3 separate regions of the Mus musculus genome follow, and regions 1 and 2 are each linked to region 3. Evidence: chromatin contacts called from public HiChIP or PLAC-seq data. All regions are on one chromosome and are shown on one strand. Each heading gives the region's core, a stretch centred on a gene start, on an enhancer-like site or on the middle of the called end of the contact. The rest is flanking DNA. Distances are from core to core; before and after follow the strand shown.

Region 1 (2,935 bases), core at 34-2,533, 440 kb after region 3:
GCCAGCACTTTACCTTCTGAGCCATCTCCTCAGCTCCATGATATGAGCCTCATAAGCACCATTTAAAACTTACGGTGCCATCATCCAGCTTCGTAGATAAGGAAACGGGCTCACAGAGCTTCAGCTGAAGACCAACCACACAATTGGGAACCTCAAATCAGAGTTTAAATTCAGGGCTACTTGATTTTTTGAAGCCTGTTACTCTGTGTGTGTCTCTCTCCCCCTCTCTGTCTCTGTCTCTGTCTCTGTCTCTCCCTCTTCCTCCCCACCCCCCCTTACAAAGCACCTACTGGCTGCTCTTGCAGAGAACCTGAGTTCAGTTCCCAGCACTAAATGGCAACTCACACCCATCATCTGTATGTAACTCCATTTGCAGGGGATGCAACGTCCTCTTGGGGTCTCCTCAGCACCAGACACACATACAGCGATGAAGAGATGCAGGTGAAACACATAAAATAAAAATACATCGCATTTATTTGTTTATTTATTTATTTTTAAGATTTTATTTACTTGCATGAGTTCTGCCGGCCAATATCGCTGTGCCACATGCATGCATTGCTCTTGGAGGCCAGAAGAGGGCATCAGAACAGGCAGAGAACAGTTTGCTGGCTAAACTGGCTAACCTGCCTGCCCCGCCTGAGCATGCTGCAGAAAGCACCCTCAAGTCCCTGCTACTTGCCATTCCTGTTAGGGCTTCTGTCCTCAGCCATGGCCGGGCAGGGCAGAAGGGAAAAGGCCTTTGACATAGGCCAGGCTAATCACACAGGCCTATAAATAGGACCCTGTGGCTTGGGCTGAAATAGCTGCGCCAGCCCCGACTCCACAGGCAGCAGAGTACAAACAGCCTCCGCCTCCTCTCCCCCACAGTTAACCGAACATTATTCACGCTCCTTGGAGGCAGCGGGTTGGAGCAAAGAGCCACACCTACCTAGAGGGAATCCTGGACCTGGGCCTAGGCTCCTTTTTTTCTGCTTCTTATTTCCATTGCTTCTGCCTGGGACTCAGTTTCCAAAACTGTGAACTAGGGAGGTCAGTTGTGAGCCTTTGGGCCCTTCCAGCCAGGATGCTCTTAGTCTGCCTGTGGCACCCTCTGCTTTTCACACCTACTTCTTTGTGCCCTGCCCCATCAATTTGGAAACTGTGTTTTATCATCGTCCTCAACCTCCTCCTCCTCATCATCATCATCATCATCTCAGTCCTGGGAACCAATCCCAGGGCCCAGCCTACCCTAGGCAAGCATTCTTATTATCTGAGCTATATCCATAGCCTCTGTTGTTGTGTTGTTTAGGATTTTTAAGAACCTAGCCATCCTGAGTGCTGAGAGCCCAGGATGAAGAGTTGAACAAGTCCTGACCAGTTCCTCCATGCTTGGCCTTGGGCCAGACACCAGTGCTAAAGGCATTTCCAACCCTCCTTTCCCCACCCCCAAATCTTCCTGGTGGCCTCTGTGAGCTCTGCTGGGAACATCTTGTTTCTGGTTCAGATTACAGACTTGTGGCCACAGAGGAGTCCCCAGTGGGCAACTTGTGACCTGGGCAGGGCCTTCACCAACGGTAAAACCAAGGCTCCCCAGCCGTCCCATGTACTTAAACCAGGCTTCTCGGCTTCTTCCCAGCCACCATCCAGCCCTAGTTCATGGGTGCAGAAAGCCAAACTGAGAGGGACTGGGGCACCTTCGGGTTAGAGAGATAGTGACTCAGACTCAGACTCAGACTCTCTCACTCCTGAATCCAGAGCTGCAGAGATCTAACTCAAGTCAGCCTAGCTGGACAGTGGGGACAGAACCCAACAAGAACAAAGAACAGAGAAGACCAGCCTGGCTATTCGCTATTCCCCTCCCCATCTCGCTCCCCCACTTTGTGTGTGTGTCTGTGTCTGAGTGTATGTTTATGTATGTATGTATGTATGTATGTATGTATGTATCTGTATAAATGTGTATATGTGTATGTCTCTGTGTGCCAATGTGTGTGTGTGTGTGTGTGTGTGTGTGTGCGCGTGTGTAGTGAAGGGAAGCGACAGGGCTTCACTGGTAACACACATTCTCTCCTACCAGCTCTCAGCATTGCCTGCTCTGACCCACCCTCCCCTTTGCCTTCCACCAATTGGCTGCTCTACAATCCCATCAATCAAATTATTCCTCTCCTTGACAGCCATCTATGCGGTGACCCAGAAAATTGAAACTAACTTTCAAGGTCTCTCTAGACATCCCTGTCACCTCCGGCCGCTCCCAACTCAGTCTCCACCCATGACTCACTTGTCCTCAGGCACATTGGGCTCCTCCAGGTGACCAGCCCCTTGCACATAATGCTCATCTCAGCCCAGTGCTAATCTCAGGGGCATGAAAAGCTGACTGGCTCCCTGGGCGTCTTGGAAGTCAGCAAATGCACCCTGGGTATCAGCCACCACTGTCTCCTCATGGATTAAAGTATCACTGCTCTTGCAGGATGGTACAGCTCACCTCTCTTTCCAGTACAGAAGTCAGCAAGGGCTGCCTAGGAAAGGGAGGGTGGGGCAAAGAACCAAGAGGATCTTGGGAAAGCGCTCATTTCCCAGGACTTCTCAACATAAGGCCTCACATGAGGAAGCACTGGGGCACTTCAATGAGGAAAACCCTAAAGCAACAACACCACATTGGGTGTGTGTGTGCGCCCGTGTGTGTCTGTATGTGTGTGTACATCTGTGTGTGTGTGTATGTGCATGTGTGCATACATGATGGTTCCACTAATAAAATTCTCCTGGTCTCCCACTGGGAAGCTCCTGAAAGCCCCCAGTAGCCTGGAGTAAAACCCACAGTCAAGGGCAGCATGGCCTTATCCCCTTGTCTGAACTTTCCCCATTCCCTCTGAGGGATGCTCTCCCTGCCTAGCCACCCTGCTGTCCTGTACTCAAGCTTTTCTGCACTGTCCACCTGCCCCACCCCCCACCCCCACCCCCG
Region 2 (3,180 bases), core at 560-3,059, 490 kb before region 3:
TGTGCAGCCAGAACAGAGAAGACCCTCCAGACCACAGCAGAAGATTCTGGCTTCAATGCTGTGTGACTTTTTTTGCTAGCCCTTCCCATCTCTGGATCTCCGTGGCTCTACTGGTTTAAATACAGATTCCTGAGTGTCCACATACCCAGTCTAGGGACTTAGGGAAGGGACGGAACGGGCCTGAGCCAGGCTGTGCAGCACAGATAATGACCCAATCATGCTTCATGGATGGCAGTCACTGTGTCTACTTCAGGGCCCCATTGTGTCCAGGGTGAAGATAACATCAGGTGCATCCCTGCCAGGCTCCCCACGATGTGTGCATTTGCACATCTATCTCTAGGTCCCAGATACTCTGCATTCACAGTAGGAGATTTTCTAAAGACCTTGCCAGAAGGAAGTGAGGTGGGACACATCCAGGCCTGCATTCTGGGATACCAGAAGCTTGCTGTCTCTGTGGCAGGTTAAACTGTACAGCTAGGTCCCCTTTCATCTCCACCCCCTGTGGCCTCCATCATGGTGCTGATTTCACCCAGATCTAGGATTCATCATGGCCACTAGGAACACCTGGAGGCAAACTCTGATGAGAAACTCAAGTCAGTCTTAGAGACTCTGTTTAGCTCTAGGGAAGGTGATTTCAGCTCCCATGTCCGGCTTGCTACCTGCTGACCTCAGGGCTATCACAGGCAGGAGAGCAAGGAGAGATGGGCTGAGAGACTCAGAGCCCAGGTGCAGACAGACAGGTGCTTCTGGGGCAGGGTGCAGAATGCCTCCATTCATCAAGGGATCCTGTGAATCAGAAATGAGCTCTGCATTGAAAGAGCTGGCCAGTCCGAGGGAAACAGAGTTGCCAAACATCTGTAAGAGTCTGTAGGAGTCTCGAGAGGCTCAACTCCTTAAGAGTCTTCCTTCATCACAAAAGAGCTGGAGAAATCGAGAAAGAGACGGGGAGAACAACTATGAGACAGGTTTCAACTCTGCCAAGTGCCTTAGGCTGGCTTTCACCGTTTGCTGATTGCTCTCAGAACCACAGCATAAGCTCCCACAAGGAATAATGATGCTATAATGATAATAACAACAGCACCGTGGGCTCTCATCTGGTCAGAGCCACCACGTAGCAGGAATGCTCAGGGAGACCCACCAGCTAGTTGCTAAAACAGTAAAACACATGTTGTTAAAAAGAACCTCCACCGAGTCACTTCTAGCATCCTGCCGTGAGCCCAGGTGCCCAGGTCAGGGGCTCCACTGTCCATTTTGAGCCCAGATAGTCTGCATGCCTATGCTTCGGATCACCTGGAGAACAGACTGGGAGTCCTGGGCCAGCGTAAGGCTAGACACAAGCCCCCTCCACCGCACACCACCCCTGGCTCCTCGAAGCCCCTCTCCCAAAGCCTGAGCAATCAAGGCTGCCGCCTCCCCCGGCTGGAGCTAGTGCCCGCCTCCTCTCAGCCCCTCCCCTCCGCTGCAAACCCAGCTCATTTGCATGTGGATCGCGCCTGCCACCACGGGTGCTGGGGTCAATTGAAACTCAAGAAAAGAGAAGAAATTTATGCAAAACTGTTGATTGCATTTGTATGTAATGAAATCATCCAATATTCATCTGACTATAGAATCTAATCTGAGAAGAGAACTGAAGGACATGAGTGTCACTGCAAAAGCGTAATGAGCCACTGTAGTGATTAAAAAAGCTCTTGAGCCTTCTGAAAAATCCAGGCAGAAATAGCGTCTAATCAACTCTGAATATAGGAGGCGAGATTGGGCTGGCGCGCTGCGCACGGCCCGCCCGGGCGCCGGGGGTGCTCGGTAAACCCTGGCGGTCGCGGTCTGTGGGTGCCAAGCGCCTGGCCACAATCAGCTGAGGCCTCGGTGCACAAAGCAACCCGCCTCTCACCACGCAGAAAGAACCCAGTCACAGCTGCTACGAAGAGCAGCTTGAGGTTTCCGCGCCGCCTCACGCACCCACCCACCGCACAGAAGGCCCCCTCCTGAGTCTTTGCTCCAACGGGAAGGGTTTGAGAATCCGGGTTCGCCACACCTGGATGCTCCTTGGGTCCAACCAACCACAAGCAGGGGAGAGTCGTGTCTCAGAAGCCAGGACTCATCCCTCTGAGATGTCACCTGGGAGAGATGTTCTCTGACATCCCTCTCCACTCTAGCGTCGGCTTTGTCTTCCTGTACTTGGCGTTATCTTATGATTTTACCTGGGGGATGTCAGTCTCTTCTTTCAGGCTGAGAGATCAGCAGCCGTATGGTGACTGGTTCACCTCTGGAACCTGTGGAGGCAGCCTCAGAGGATACTCAACAAGCATGGACCAAGACGCAGACGCGTTTGATGAATGATAAACCCACCCTATGCAGCTGACAAATACTGTTAAATCCATTTGTTCATTCAGCAGGTCCTTGCCAAATGGACAATGTGTGAGGCTTCCTTCGTGGCACTGAGCAGGCTGTGGGGGATTAAGAAGGTTCCTGCCATCTCAGCACTCAAGGTCTGGGCAGAAGGAAAACTAAAGGCTACACACAATCAGATCGGTCGTTGTGGTGAGGCGGAAGGTCCAGGGGCATAGGACAGCTGTCAGTGGACACTGATAGAACGGATCGGGATCTGAGTCTGGAGATGAGGCGCTGGGTTTCTCAGGTTCCGATGCCCCTTTACAATGAACTGTACGGGGACATGGATGGTTACAGGAAAGGCGATGGTTTATTAGAGCCGAGAGGCTGCTGGAACCAGGCTGCTGAAACCTTTCCTCCGTTGTGATCTGGCTCCACGGAGGCAAGAAAGAAGTGAGGCAGGACCTCAGTTATGAGTCATTTACAAAGTACCCGCCCCTCCCAAGTGCAGGCGACTAGGGCTTTACAGAGCTGCTCCCTTGGCTAACAATGCTCTCTTAAACTAAGGGCTCCCAACCTCTCCATGTCGCCTTTTGCGTGCTAATCTCTGGGATTTCTCTTTCTGTCTCACTAACTCAGCTAGGGAAGGCTACTAAAAACTAGGGAAGGCTACCATGCGGCAGTGGTCACTTCAGTCTGGAGCATTCTGGGTAGAAGGAGCAGACTTTGCAAAGTCCCTGAAGGGATGAGGAGCTAGGCTGAGCACGAGGACCCAGCTGGAGTGCCCTCATGAGCACCTGTCCTGGTCAAATTCCTGGTAAGACCTTAGGGTAGGAATTCATATTTCTGGGA
Region 3 (3,046 bases), core at 365-2,864:
CATCTCTCCTAGACTCCTTTGGTACCAGGCCCTTGCCATCATGCCAGCCTCTGTTCCTTATCTGAGCTAGATGATTGGCCTTCCTGTTTTTTCTCCCCACAAGCCTTTGCTCCCCTGAGACTCTGTCATTCGTCTTGGTCCCACCCTTTTCTCTACTGGACTTGCCTCATGCCTGATCATGTCTACAGTCAGGGCCCAGCTCAGACAGACCTGGGCAAGGGCTCAATCCAACTATGAATTAATTATAAGACTACCCAGCCCTGCCACTTTAATCTACTCTGTCTATAATGGCAGCCAAGGGGTTCAGAGAGATGGCTCAGTGGTTGAGAGCACTTGCTGCTCTTGCAGAAGACCCAGATTCAATTTCCAGCATCCACATGGTACTTCACAGCCATCCCTAATGTACTTTCTGTGCGTCTGATGCCCTCTTCTGACCTCTGTGGGCACCAAGCACTCATGTGTTATACAGACAGACATGCAGGCAAAAACTCACACATAAAATGATTAAATCTTAAACAAACAAACAAACAAACAAACAAAACTTCTACAAAACCACCAGAAGTGCTTTACAGGCAATCATTTTGGCAGCATTAACCCAAGTGCCCAGCTACTCAGGAAATCAGCCATTCATTGCAAAGTGGAGCTTGGTGCTAAAAGACATACGAGAATCCTTATGGCATATTATGATAATATGTTAATTCAAAAAAGCAGAAGGAAAAAATATCTTCTCTTCCCACCTCTGAAACCCAAAGAAGCATACCAAACGGCACTGCACCACTGGGAGGGTGGCTGTGGGGGAGGGTTTATTCTGAGGTAAGTGGCGGGGGAGAGACTAAGGGGGACAGAAACAAAACCAAGGCCTACTTCACTAGTCCAGGCCAAGGTCACACATGCACCAAGTTTCTGTCCCTGTGTACTTCAATCCCATGGGACACAACACTCACTTGGCAAAGTTGGCCAGGTTCTGGGTGACTTTGGCAATGAGCGTGAGGGTGCGAGCCGTGCGGTCGTCAGGATACTCCTGAAGCAGGTTGAAGAGCGAGGGTGACATGATGGCAGGGCACAGGAAGCGAAGGAAGAGGGAGGCGCTGATGAGCCGTTCACTGATATCTGGCCGGCCTCGGCTGCTACACTCCTGCCGCCATGAGGCGAACACCTCCTTAAGCTCCCGTGGGAAGACGCTGCATAGGAACAAAGATGGGCCTGGGGGTCAGATCTGTTTGAGTCACATGGAACCCTGAGTTCCAACCACAGCTCTATGTTGATGGTGGAATGAGCTCAGGGCTCTGCAGCCACGAAATCTCAGACATTTAAGGAAACAGCCAGCCAGGGTGGGCAGAGAGGCTGCTCAGCAGACAGGGTAGACTCTCAGTGAAGGGTCCAAGTGTGCTGAGCGTGGAGGCGGGTGGAACTGGCTCCATGCCAATATAAATAGCAAGAATGCCACTACAATCGCGCTCGTCCTCCCAAGGGGAGCACCTCTTTCTGCTCCAACAATAGGCTTCTGGGTCTAGAGGCATGAAGAAAGCCACAGGGCAGGCAGATCGCTGTTCCTTGGGCTCCTATTTCTGGCTATCAAGACTCATCCCTCTGCCTGAATGATGTCATAGGAATCTGGGTTTCCCACAGAGCTCATGATGACTGGACAGGGAGTCTCCCCAGCTAGCGAGAACACAGTCTGTCATGAACTAGCTGGGGAGAGAAACAAACTTTCCTGGGGTGACAGTTAAGAAGGCACTAGCACAGAGTTCTTGGCTCCATTGAATACCCACTTTAGGTGAGTTTCCTACCTTTTCACCCCAGGGCATACCAGACCCCAGTGCTCCTTGGACCTAGTCTACTACCGACTCTGTCCTGAGCCCAGCAGACAGGACGTGGGGCAATAAATGAGGCAGAGTCAGCAAGGCTGCCTAGTGAAATGGGGGTAGGCAGTCTACTGCCAGGTGATGTCTACTGATGGTCTTGTCCAGAAGAGAAGTCTCTTCTAGATGACAGAAAGAAGAGACTCCTATCACAGAAGGTCTTCCAATGGAATGGAGAGCAAAGGTTGAGAATGCAGCTTAGTGGGGAGATGACAGTGTGTTCCGAGGGTGCTCAAGGCTCTACAATTGTCCCCTTACCCCAGAGAAGCATCGCATGCAAAACAAGCTGAGGGACCAGGACAAGTGGGCACTACCACAAGCACTGGCCACACTGACCCCTTCCTAAGGTCACGGTTTACCCAGGAGGCCTGCCTTTGCCTATCTGTTGGGAAAGGCAAGCACTTCCTGTGGCACCTCTGAGCTAGTGCTTCTGACTGCAAGGGTATGGACGATTAGGTTACATGTAGGGCCAGACTATGTAAGATCAAAGGAGACGACACGGGAGAAAGAACCAGACAAATGTGGAGATATGGCTTTGGAGTGGCTTGGGCAGGACGAGCATAGCTCTGAGCTGAGATGATGGTACAGGCACCTAAGTAGCTTCTCTCATGTGGATACAAACTCAGCACTGTGGCTGGCAGCAAGGCCTACAAGGTCAGTCCCATGTGTGCTAAGCACAACCAGGGTTAGCACCAGGCCAGCAAGGCGTCATAAATGCAGCAGGTGCCTAGGAAACCGGCCTTAAGAGAAGCTTCCCAGGAACGAATTCCAGCCCCATTTGTAGCCCCAAACAAGTAACTCATTTCTACTGTAATACTACCCCTTTCTTCTCTGCTCTGTTTCAGTCAGAGGACTAGCTAGTGCTCCCTCAGTTGATACAAGGGTAATAATCGTCAGGGACAGGCAGATGAGGAGCCACTGGAGCAGTGCCAGGACACCAGGGCTCTAGCTCCATGTTGCACCGGCGCACTGACATTCGCCTCTGCGTGTGCAGGGTGCTCACCAGTTGTAGGTAGAGAAACAGCCATTTCCAGGTTTTACACTCTCTCTCTCTCTCTCTCTCTCTCTCTCTCTCTCTCTCTCTCTCACACACACACACACACACACACACACACACACACACACACACCTTACAGGTATTCTTGAGTGCTTTCCTATATTTAAGAACTCAAAAAGGGGCGTGA

What was found. HiChIP or PLAC-seq counts read pairs in DNA pulled down with a chosen protein or histone mark.
Region 1: an HNF4G HiChIP or PLAC-seq map of pancreatic cancer cells shows a contact between it and region 3. The contact joins two enhancer-like sites. A contact is called at or near these places in 1 of 39 promoter capture datasets (pre-B cells), 1 of 484 Hi-C or Micro-C datasets (cortical neurons) and 1 of 115 datasets of contacts at active chromatin or transcription factors (pancreatic cancer cells).
Region 2: a contact with region 3 is called in a FOXA1 HiChIP or PLAC-seq map of pancreatic cancer cells. The contact joins two enhancer-like sites. A contact is called at or near these places in 1 of 484 Hi-C or Micro-C datasets (the N1E-115 cell line) and 1 of 115 datasets of contacts at active chromatin or transcription factors (pancreatic cancer cells).

Annotation. Positions count from the first base shown.
Region 1 is chr2:35,268,534-35,271,468 of GRCm38.p6, reverse strand. The region is part of intron 2 of Gm39795 (a long non-coding RNA gene); the gene reads left to right. It also overlaps a transcript of Gsn not described here. Among named protein-coding and RNA genes, the nearest start is that of Gm39795, 3.7 kb to the left of the region's middle. Within about 2 kb of position 1,283, at least 123 of the 459 cell types and tissues checked have an H3K27ac peak or open chromatin away from gene starts, as enhancers often do. A contact at or near this core is called in pancreatic cancer cells, where this site is marked.
Region 2 is chr2:36,201,885-36,205,064 of GRCm38.p6, reverse strand. No RefSeq gene overlaps it. Among named protein-coding and RNA genes, the nearest start is that of Gm46735, 12 kb to the right of the region's middle. Within about 2 kb of position 1,809, at least 85 of the 459 cell types and tissues checked have an H3K27ac peak or open chromatin away from gene starts, as enhancers often do. A contact at or near this core is called in pancreatic cancer cells, where this site is marked.
Region 3 is chr2:35,713,404-35,716,449 of GRCm38.p6, reverse strand. It overlaps Dab2ip (disabled 2 interacting protein), which reads right to left. Exons shown (of 16, transcript NM_001114124.2): 9 at 945-1,181. Among named protein-coding and RNA genes, the nearest start is that of Dab2ip, 93 kb to the right of the region's middle. Within about 2 kb of position 1,614, at least 69 of the 459 cell types and tissues checked have an H3K27ac peak or open chromatin away from gene starts, as enhancers often do. A contact at or near this core is called in pancreatic cancer cells, where this site is marked.